2 separate regions of the Nothobranchius furzeri genome follow, and region 2 is linked to region 1. A link is a contact called in public Micro-C data. All regions are on one chromosome and are shown on one strand. The core of a region is the stretch at or near the end of the contact, and the rest is flanking DNA. Distances in the headings are between cores, read along the strand shown.

The links. Hi-C and Micro-C count contacts between places; a contact is called where the count stands out from the background.
Region 2: a Micro-C map of tail fin shows a contact between it and region 1, with 15 times the contacts expected there. The contact joins the enhancer-like site here to the promoter of nceh1a in region 1. A contact is called at or near these places in 2 of 2 Hi-C or Micro-C datasets (skeletal muscle and tail fin).

The regions. Positions count from the first base shown.
Region 1 is chr18:22,301,662-22,307,843 of NfurGRZ-RIMD1, forward strand. nceh1a (neutral cholesterol ester hydrolase 1a) reads right to left here and starts at 4,060. Exons shown (of 5, transcript XM_015969631.3): 1 at 3,585-4,060; 2 at 2,215-2,470; 3 at 2,042-2,111; 4 at 1,279-1,450; 5 at 215-1,205. The coding sequence starts at 3,827. The coding sequence ends at 600. LOC107392068 (a long non-coding RNA gene) reads left to right here and starts at 1,442. Exons shown (of 3, transcript XR_001573749.3): 1 at 1,442-1,577; 2 at 4,766-4,968; 3 at 5,059-5,273.
Region 2 is chr18:22,380,903-22,386,371 of NfurGRZ-RIMD1, forward strand. All of the region lies in intron 2 of ppp2r3a (protein phosphatase 2, regulatory subunit B'', alpha), which reads left to right. Among protein-coding and RNA genes, the nearest start is that of fndc3ba, 47 kb to the right of the region's middle. Within about 2 kb of position 2,834, at least 2 of the 3 cell types and tissues checked have an H3K27ac peak or open chromatin away from gene starts, as enhancers often do. A contact at or near this core is called in tail fin, where this site is marked.

The DNA of each region.
Region 1 (6,182 bases), core at 2,810-5,309:
GCAGACATGAAAATTTTATTATTTACCTCATTCTAATTTCCCACCAACAATGCACCATAAAGAAAACCTTTCAAGAGTCTGAAATAGATTTTTCTGGGTTCAGCTTTAGAGGAAGTGTCTCGTTGGACTTCCAGAAAGTTTCAGGAGTGTTTGTGAGACGAAAACTTCCTGATCTCGCCGCTATTGAGAAACTAAAGACAACAGTGCAAATGTATGAAAGGAAAAGTGCTTTTTAATCGTCCAGCGTTACTCGAGGAAAAACAACTTGTAGAAAACTAAACAAAACAGACAATTTGGACAAATTTTATCTTAATTGGATGCTGCAGGGTAGTGACAGCTCAGATTAGCATCGTGGTAAAACACCACAGCACAGCTTCTTTGCTTTGTAATTTAGGCTAATTAGCATTAATTAGCTTCCAAGGAAACAAGTGACAGCCTTTTAGGAGTCAGAGCAAAAGCTGCTGAATAACTAATGCATCAGTGGCTGTAGGAATGATTTTTTCTATGGCTTTGTTGGTCACAGTGTTAACCGATGAGTGTGGGATAAAAGCCCTGAGCTCAGATGAGCCGGGATGATGCAGGAGCCCTTATGTCATTTGTTACAGGTTGTTCTGCAGCCAGTTAATGTACCCCCTCACCGCCCTCTTTCCTACATCGAAGTCTATCGGCCAGGATATAAAGCTGAAGCATCCGTGGAAACCGTCCTCGTAGTGCTCACTAGTGACAGAGACTCCTGCGTCCTGTAAGCGTCGAGCGTACATCAGCCCGTCATCCCTCAGCACGTCAAACTCACATGTTAGTATATAAGCCCGTGGGGTTTTAGCCAGCACCTCCGACCTGGCTAACAGAGGTGCTGCGCGGACGTCCAGAAACCCCGGCACCGCCTTTAGAACTCCATGGGAGTCTTTCTCCACAGTGACAGGCTTGTGGCTCTTCCTGACCTTCTGAGGGAGCAGGGTGGTCCAGTCTAACCTCAGCCTCAGCTCTGAGGCGACGGCGCTGTGGTTGTTCACCACGAGCTGCGGCAGCAGGGACAGGTCAGCTCCGAGGTACTGGAGCCAGAACTGCACCATGGTGTGGCGAGGGAGGATGGGCATGTGTTCGTTCTGCAGATAGGACGGCGTGTTGAAATCCAGGGCTTGGAGCACCGGGTAGATCAGAGCCTGGACGCTGAACTTCACAGTCATGCTCTCGTCTAAAGAAACCTGGGAAAACACCAACACACACAGTTCAGTGACCTCGTCTTTCAGCAGAGCGGGAGATGGTTTCGGCCTGTACCTCCTGAGCGACTGCAGCAGCGAGGTTTCCTCCAGCGCTGTCTCCTGACACGGCCACACGTTCAGGGTCGACGGAGTACTTTGCCAGAACCTCTGGGGATAAGAAATGTTTAGCAGCAGCGAGGCAGTCTAAATACGGCTCTGGAAAGATGACCTCAGGATAAAGGCGATACCTACAGACACAGACCACAAATGTGGGTAAAAAGCAAAAGTGAGCAGGAGGCGACTCACGGCGACTAAAAACCAGAGGAGCGGCATTTTTAAATTCTAGGTAATTCCACTTGGACCTGCGGAATTTGGGTAGGTTGTGTGTTTGTATTCACCAGTAGCGTAGTTGAAGCAGGTCAGAACGGCGTTTCAGCTGAATTTAAAAACACGGTTTGAACTAATATTTACAAACACTGTTGATTCTTTTATTACCACCAGCTGTTTTTAACAAAAGCTGTCTTTAATGCTTTTTACAACTCCCGTTTGCAGCTGCGTCGACCAACACTGATCAGAGATCAGGACAGCTTTCACAAACACGGACTGTTGTTTCAAACGGAGTTCAGAAATGTAAACATTTATTTGAAATAACAAGACCAACCTTTGACCTGCGAAGATTAACTGTCTCCCTACACTTGGATCCTCCGGCAGAGGACTTTTAAGCGATGTAATGAGTTTTTTAAAGAACCATTGCGGAACCGGATGTAGCACCAGTCCGGGTCGAGCACTAGAACCGTTTTGATTGAATTTAATGCACATAGATACAAAAGTAAACCTACTCAACAGAGACCACGACGGTGTTGAGCTCATCCGAAACCATGCGGTTCACGTTGTCATACGTCCCCTTTTCTGTGGAAAAAAACATAAAAATACACAAAATTTGTGCTTATTATGACTTCAGTCACAAATTCTACTTCCTTTCCTGCTGTGAAGAAACCACGACTGTACTCACTGGCGCTGCCGAGAGCCCAGCCGCCTCCGTGGAAATACAGCAGCCCTCTCCTCAGGTGTCCCTCTCCTCCGGCCGGAGGCTCGTAAACCCTCACGGAGATCCCGGCAAAGGTGGTGTCACGAACCTTCACTCCGGGTATGACCCCCCCGCTGGCCCCAGAGCCCAAAAGGCCCTTCGCTGTGCTCTCAAAGCCCTCTATTGAATGTCTGACTGATGTGATGTAGTGATCCAGACCCAGCCGGTGTTTCAAAGAAGCCTGAAGAGAAGAAAGGCATCTTATTAATCTTTAGTATCTTTAAGGGCACAAAATGATTTATTATATAAAGTAAGAGACAAAGAGCAGATTGGGGGAAGAACAGGGGGAAAAGTCATCATTTCATCAGAGATTTGACATCTCACCCAGTCACTGTTGTTCATCTACTCTGTGTCTAATAACCGTCAGCCCCCTAGAGACCGCCTCAATACAAATGCTGACCAAACACCAGAGAAACACGGCTGAAGCAGACAGTTTAGGAGTTTTGTCCTACTGTAGATGCTGAGGGGCAGCTCACTTAGGATCTAAAGCACAAGTGATCATGCGCACCATTGCATATGCAGCATGCAGATAAAAAGATAATCCATCATCTCTTTAGATTTATATACTTTTTAAATCAAACAACACCTTTTTATTACAGCACGAGGCTGACTTGCACACCGACCCGCTGTGTTTCAAATAACCTTTAGTCCACAAAATGCAGTTTTTCTCCAGGTCATATTCATCTACGCCTTTTCTTTGCACAGTGGAACGTTATCTGTGGCGCACTAACTCCAGAATGTGTGGCTAAAAGCTGAACAAAGGTCAATTCAGGTCCAGGAAAATACTTTAACTTTACCATAAATTTGCACCCACAGAGGTCATCCATTGCATAATCACCCATCATGTATAATCTCACTTTAATATAATCAGTAAAATAAATCATCTTTAGAGGCATTGTTCTCAGAGAAACACATCTGAGCAGTGGTGCATGTTTTTGTCGTTCTCCTGCTCCAACACCAGTTGACCTGTTCAGAAGGTCATCCAGAAGTCACCTGCTTGTTAAAATCAGGTGTGTTGGAGCAGGGAAACAACTAAAACATGCTGGAACATCCTGGGCGGTTACTCACGTGACTTTGACTTTTAAGTATAAAATGTTCTCTGGAAAAAGATCACATGTGCTTATTGCAAAACTTTAATTGAGCAATTGCAGCAAAGGCCCAGTCTAACTCTAAATGTGGCACCGTGTTTAGCTCGTGAGCAGCTAAAAATACCTCAGCAACTTGCACTTGCATGGGCTTCAAATCCCGTGTGCAAAGAGACACCTTCCATGAATCAGAAACACCTCAATTCTCACCAGGTGCATGGCTGTCCTGAACCCTGCGTCCACCAACAACAGCTTCCAGGGCTCCTGGATGGCGTCAGGCAGCGGAGTGTAGACGTAGTAGGCGACGAAGACAGCTAGCAGCACTGTCACAACCAGCCCCTTCACACCCATCCTCGTCTGGATCAGTATTTCCACTGACTGACGGACCGCAGACACTTTATTATTGCTGATCCGAATGGGGCTGGAATTGGCAGTCAGGGGAAAATCTACCATTTCCGGTGAAAGATTTTCAAGTTATAAAATTTGATTTCTGATTTAATGTTTACATTCGTGGGAAATATTCAAATAATATTAGATTTCATGAAATAAAACAAGTAGTTTACATAATATTTTTATAGTTTTTCCAAACACTTTCTAGAACTTTTCTCCCTGAAGATAGTCAGATTGAAACTTTTATTTTGAAGGCAAGGCAACTTCGTATCCTGAAATTGATGTAATTCCTGTGAACACGTTTGCGCGTGTAATTTCTTTTTCTTTCTTTCTTTCTTTCTTTCTTTCTTTCTTTCTTTCTTTCTTTCTTTCTTTCTTTCTTTCTTTCTTTCTTTCTTTCTTTCTTTCTTTCTTTCTTTCTTTCACTTATATTTTCGGAGATTGTAAACCACTTGAGACGAGGGTCTTCCAGCTGTAATGACAACATATGCCCACAGTGTGGCAGTGTAGAGCTGCATACTGACCACTTCAGCTTTAATCAAACTGATCCATCAATTCTGTTTGATTTATGAGTCGCCATGTTGGAAAATGCCGGTCGGAGTGAAAAAAAAAAAGATTTTTTAAATAAATAAATAAACTGTAAAAGCAAAGCAACACTTTGGACAAATGTATAATTACTTGACTTTAGAGAGGACCAAATTAGTTTTTCTTTAGGGAAACAACTGAATTATTTATTTAGCTACAAGTTTTTTTATTGTTTGCTCAATAAGGAATAAGTATGACTCAATTTTAACGAAACAATAAACTTTAAATTATCTTTCATTCAAATGGTGACTTTTTGAGGAAAGTTCTGATTTATTTGTTTTGTAAATTCCGTGTTTGCTCTAGCAGGTTTTTCACGTGTGTACTTATTATTCAGACTTAAGTTGCCACGGGTATTTTATCTGATTTTAGGCTGAAGTGAAACATTTTTGCTGATTGTTTGACTTTTTTATTGACAGTTGCAACAGTGACCCATACAGGAAACGTGTTTTATGGGAAAAAGGAAGTCATGCCATGAGGGTGCCCAGCCAGGATTTAAACAGAATGGCGCAGTTATGTGGCATGCATGACAACCCACTAAAACTAGCGTGGCAACCCTTGGCCGGGTTTCAAAATTTGGTGTGAAGTGGGTCACACTCCGAGGAATGCAAAGGACGTTACGGTAACGGCAAAACGGAGAGTTCAAAGAGCTCCAATGTCATCTGCCTTTTTCTGTATGTGTCCTCATTTATCTCCCTGTTTTCTCCCACAGTTTAATGTTTAAATGGCCACAGTTTGGTCCCCAGTGGCCTTGTGTTGGAAAAAACATCAGACTGATGAGGACCTGACCTCTGGGGCTGTGCTGGTTTCCAAAACATAGCAGCAGGACATCCAGACCATATCAGATTAGTCTTTAGAAGTGCCAGAGAAAGAGTTTCGAGAGATATGAATAAAACTGGCTTCTGATGTTTTGAAGTGTCTAAAATATATGCAATTATGCTTTTTTTAGAATTAATAATTGTGCAGATTTTAGTGAGACAGTGTGACAATGTGCATCAGAGAGCTGGTAAATCTTCTTTAAAGACTGTGCAGCAACCACATCTACAATTATCATTTTTGTGACGTTCAAAGCTCAGAAACTTTTGCAGTCTTCTTGAAATTCTAAATCCTAACCAGAATCTGCATTTCATCTTCAAAGGATGCCATGCATGATCACTTTGTAGGCCCTGAATGAGAGCGTCAGCAGGAAGCTGAAATAGTAAATCTGATATAGGTGCCTTTATGAGTGTGTAAAAAAAAGAGTGTGCATTCAAATCCCTCTTTTCCTTCCCCCTCCCTCTCTGCCAAGCGCTGCCTTGGCATCTCCCCACAGTCTGCGGTATGGAGGGCAGAAACAGGGCCCCAGTCTCATGTCACTGCCTGGAATAACACTTATGGTCATTTAACTTGACTTAATGCACGAGGCAGAAGAGAAGGTCCTGTCTTGTTGTGCGGTCTGCTCTCTGCTGCTTCCTTTAACGGCAGTTTGAGCCGACTGCTCTGCATCTGGTACTCGGATTTTAAAGGTGCTCCAAAAGGAAACGGGATCCAACCAGAATGCAAATGATGCTGCAAGCAAAGAAATTACAGGCTACACTAAAAATACATTTCAAAAGGAAAAACTTCTGGGAAAATCATTTGCATGAAACTTGTGTGAGTTTGAGATCGAGGCCGTACACGTTTGTCAGGAGAAGAAAAATATGTGATTCAGAAAGTTGGATGGATGAAGAATTCCTGCTTTGATGTGCATCGTCTCTCTGCGTCATGGTTACCCTGTTATTAGATGTTTAACATTTTCATCTAAAACCAAATCCAGCAGGCTTTCACTGACTGAAGTTTGACATTAAACTGCTTTAC
Region 2 (5,469 bases), core at 1,584-4,083, 78 kb after region 1:
GTAGCAAAATGGCGACATTATTTTCTAAAAGAGGCTAGTGGTAGATAACCTGCATAGTAGTAATTGGACCCCTCATAATGAATGGGCACCAGTTGGCACGAGGTTAATGTCTGCATTTTGATGAACATCTTTTCACATTGATATCACGGTTTTGGTTTGAAAGCAGACCAATTAATTTTAAGACAAGTCTAGTCTATTAATTTCAAACCATTTTTTCTATTCCATTTTTGTCTGCTTATCTGGCACCGTGTTGCAGAGGCAGCAGCCTAAGCAGGGAGTCCCAGACTTCTCTCTCCCCGGCCACTTAGGCCAGCTCCTTTGGGGGAATCCCAAGGGCCAGGTGAGAGACATAGTCCCTCCAACATGTCCTGGGTCTTCCTTTAGGTCTCCTCCCAGTTGGACGTGCCCGGAAAACCTCACGAGGGAGGCATCCAGGAGGCATCCTGACCAGATGCCCGAGCCACCTCAACCGGCTCCTCTCGATGTGGAGGAGCAGCGGGTCTACACCGAGCCCCTCCCGGATGACCGAGCTTCTCACCCTATTTCCACTCTGCGGAGGAATCTAATTTCAGCTGCTTGTATCCGCAATCTCATTCTGTTGGTCACTACCAAAAGCTCATGACCAAAGATGAGGGTAGGAACTTAGATTGACTGGTAAATTGAAAGCTTTGCCTTCCAGCTCACCTCTCGCTTCACCAGAACAGACCAGTACAATGCCGCCATCACCAATCTGCCTGTCGATCTCACGCTCCATCTTTCCCTCACTCGTGAACAAGACCCCGAGATACTTAAACTCCTCCACTTGGGGCAGGACCTCGTCCCCGACCCAGAGAAGGCATTCTACCCCTTTCTGACTCAAGACCATGGTTTCAAATTTAGAGGAGCTGAATCTCATCCCAGCTGCTTCACAACTGGTTACGAACTGCTCACGTGAGAGCCAGATATCACTGTCCGATGAAGCCAATATCCCAGCGAAGACTCCAGTTTTGTTCAATTGTTTTGTTAAATTAAAGCTTCACAAAGTTTACAGAAAGGAAAAAATAAAACATTTGATCATTTTAAATATTGTTACAAATAACTGTCACATAAAAGTTTGTGCCAATCTTATCAACACGCAAAATTGAAACAAATTAGCCAGTTTTTTGTGATGACTGGAGATCAATCAACAGTGCTTTGTAGACCTATCACGCCCTAAATGGTCCAGAAGGGCCAAAAGGCCACAATAAAGTGCTTGAGGTGTTATTTGTCCCCCAATAATCACTGGAAACCAATCTGAAGACATCTGCTTTGGTGTATCTACAGAAATCCATCCCTCTTCAATACACTAGACCCAATTAATGTATTTCTAATGTCTCGAGTCCAGATGCCACATAACTCTCCAAGAGGCTTTTGTTCATGTTCTACTTTGGACGGCCTAAAGTGCAACCCATGATTTTTACTTTTACTTTAATGTCATGCTAAATAGGACCACAGACCTTCAGTGACATTGACTATGGTGGTAAACTTGGGACCAACACCCTGGACACCTGACTAAACATGAAAAGTATTATAATTTAAAGAATGACCTGTATTCTTTTCTAATTGCTGATAATAGATCAAAGTTTAATTTCTGAGACCAAGAAACAACTGACCCAGAATTTGATGCTTTTATTTTAGTATTTAAGTGTTTCAGTGTCTCAAATCTACAATGATTTACAAATCTTTGTATTTTTGTTTACAAAAAATCCGATGTTGCATTTTAAGCAAACAAAATAATGCATTTACAAAATATACATAATTTGTGAAAAGGGGGAAACTGCAGATTGCTGATTTAAGACAGAACATTTGTAACATTTTTAGCTCAAAGAGGATTAAAACTTATAAAAAGAAGGCTATAATAAGAGAAGCTGAAAGACTAATGAATCATTGGCAGCTGCAACAAAAGTGGTTTTATTTTAAATATGTTCCTTGACGTGTGAGAAAAGAAGAAAAGCAGACAACAAAAGAGGACGCACATGAGTTGAAGACAGCACCAGTGGGGAGGAAGGTCATGTCACTGAGGCTTGCAGCACACAGTTGTTGACTTTGGGTCGACAGAGGATGACATCATTCCTCGGCTGATTCCACAGGAAATAGGGTCACAGGAGGAACCTTGGCCAAGCATGGAAAGTTGCCCGTTTCAATTTAGGTACAAACACACAGATGAATGCATTGGATTTTATGCATGCAAACACACACACAAACACACACACATGCACTGAGGACGCTGTGAGGACCGTCATTGACTTCCATTCATTTTAGTGACTGGATTGTGCCTAATCCTAAACCTAACCCTAACTCTAACCATAAACAGTCTAGTCCTAATCCTAACCCTAACTAAAACGTAATCCACACCATACCTCTTAAATTAGCCAGTAGAGCTCCGTAATCTTGACCCAAAGTGAGGACCAGCCAAATGTCCTCAGTTTGCAGGTAAAAAACTTGTTTTGGTCCTCACTTTGCTGTATAGACTGACACACACACACACACACACACACACACACACACACACACACACACACACACACACACACACACACACACACACACACACACACACACACACACGCGCGCACTCACACACACACACACACACACACATGCTCAGTTCAGGCAGGGGGATGGGGGACTCTGGGTGTGGGAGGAAGTTTCCAGTACATTTATACTATCAAGGTTTGTCCGGACTGCCCTCTTTACTTATGGAAACAGAAATGATCACACTTGTGCTTTGTGGAGTTCATTAACTCCACACACTCTAGTGGGTGAAATACACACACAGGCACAAAGTACATTTGAGCTACATCATAATTCTCCACTCCCAGTGCGAGCCTGGATATCATCCAACCTTTGTTCCCAGTGCGCAGTGCTCCTCCAGAGTGTGCAAATACACACACTGACTTTTTTATGTGCACACTTTTTCATCTGAAAAGTTTTCAGCTCAGTGGGAGTCACAACTCTGCCACTCTCTGAGCTTCCCTTTGGTCTCTGTGGAGACCACCACTACATGTTTATAAGCAGAAGGTAGATGGTTCCCCCAAATGCTGGCAGTGCAATGTGACTGGCTCATGGGCACTCCCACACTGACTCCTGGCAGAGCAGAGATCAGATGGAGGCTGAAAGTTTTTACTTTTTTTTTTCAAGTCTACACTTTGTTGATATGGGTGTGGTAGACATGGTGTGTGTGTGTGTGTGTGTGTGTGTGTGTGTGTGTGTGTGTGTGTGTGTGTGTGCCCACGCGAAGGAGTTTGCAAATGATCCAGGACTCCATGGTTTGGATGTCACCCCCCCCCCCCCCCCCCGCACTCATCCCCTCCACTCAAACCTGGGGGGGGGGGTCTTCAGGAATCTCCCTGCGTGATTGCATCTGCACGTCATCAACATGTCAGGATTTATCTGCAGGAAAATGTCAGCAGATGTTTTCCATCATTCAGACTTCTCACTCTCCAAGCCAAGAGCATTTATTTTATATGAAGACAGCAGAGAGCAGTAAATGTAGTAGCATCATCAAAATCTTTATCATCCTCATCATCATGTTGGGCTGTTCTTACCTGCGTGAGACTTTCACTATTGCAGAGAGCTTCTGCCCTCTAGTGACTGTCCGGTGTCACTATGCCTTTGAGGCAGTACAGCTGATAAAGAGGGTCTATACCTCCATCTACAGGAAGATCTGTGAACCAACCATGTTTCTGAATTTAACTCTTTATTGATTAGCTAAAAAGAACACAAAGCAGCACGTTTCTTGTTAGTTTCTCAGTGTTTTAAGGGCTGCAGCGAAATTAAGTTACTTATGAGGTCATTTGTATTTGATTTTTCTGTAGAAAAGGACATGGTTGTTCATTTCTGTTTGCAGTTTGATTCTCTGACTGTGCTACACCTCAGATCAGACTCTATTACACCCTTATAGCTTTATATTCATAATAAACCATTCTTTTGGACAAGCTGCTAATATCCGTGTGAATGATAATCGACATGGAAGTTTTGGGGAATTTAGTATAGAAACTGCCATTTATTTTGTCTCAAAATGTTTAGAATAGTTAGTTAAAAATTCCTTTTTTTTTGCTCTCATTAGTTTTCATGTGTTTGTTTTAATTCATTTTGTCCAGGATAAGTTATCATTAACGTTCTCAGTATCAAACAAACCTGCATTCTGAGTGGCTGTTGTCTGTTAGTTCACATTGCTATTGTGTCAGAAGAACTGTCCTCAGCTTTCTCTCGGATACTTTGAGCAGCTGTGCTTTTAACTGCTCCCTGTTGTCTTTCTCCGATTCGGATGTGAAGTAGACCGTGGCTGGCCCAGTGACTCACTCATCCATCACAGAAGCAGCACTTGAACTCGGTTCAGACTTCCAATTTTTAAAGTAGAGGTTCCCAAGGTGTCTGTGTGTGTGTGTGTGTGTGTGTGTGTGTGTGGGGGGGGGGGGGGGGGGGGGGGGGGTTGTCCCTTCTCGAGAGGAAGTGAGACTGAAAATAAAGAGCATAAGAGCAGCGGTGTGAACTGTTTCCCGCTCTTGGCGCAGTGACTCTGAGAGCATTCCTCCCACCACTCAATCCAGGGAAAGGGTTATCTCCATGGTGATGGCATTTGGCAGAGCTGGACAGAAGGGAGTGTGTGTAATCAGATGGATGGGGAGGGGTAACCTGTTTCGTGTGATATCAATTTCAGGTTTAAACGTAGGGCAGGTAGTGTTGCTGTAGATAATGGAAATTAATTCAGCACTGGCGTGCATCCATATCATTAAATAATTAATCCAGTCTAAAAAGCGTTTGGAGATTTTCATTTAACCAGTTACTGAAATGTAATAGTTTTGCAGTTAATGAAAGACTGTGGAAAAATAAATCAAGGAAGAATCAAGAATTTCCTTTCTAAGGACATATGAACCACTCTGAGGTGTAGTTCAGTAATAAATTAGGGATTTTCCCTTTTTAGACAGCAATCTGAACAGCCTGGGTTTGGAAAAGTAGAGTTCACAAACTACAGGACTGACAAAGCTAACGGCTAATTTGAATGTAGCCAAAACCAAGATGATTTTTCTCTGTAGTTTTTCATTCCATGGGCAATTTTGACCTGAGTGATGATTTGTCAACAGGATTGTGACATTTCTTCACCAATGAAACCATCAAAGGACCTTAAGTAATTCAAAGAGAGCCATTAGATGTGAACCTGACCAATGAGCTCCTGAGACAGCAGTAGCTCAGGAGGTAGAGCGGGTTGTCCAGTAATCGGAAGGTTGCAGGTTCCCAGGGCAGCTGTGGCTACATCGTAGCTCATCCCCACCAGCGTGTGTGAGTGGGTGAATGACTGATTGTGTTGTGAAACGCCTTGGGGGGTTGTAGAACCCTAAGAAGGTGCTATGCAAAAACAAGAAAATCCAACCGTTATCAGGAATGTTGGGATGAGAAAATATCTTCAAGCTGGATAATATGAAAGCTTTGATCTCCAGAGTTGATGGC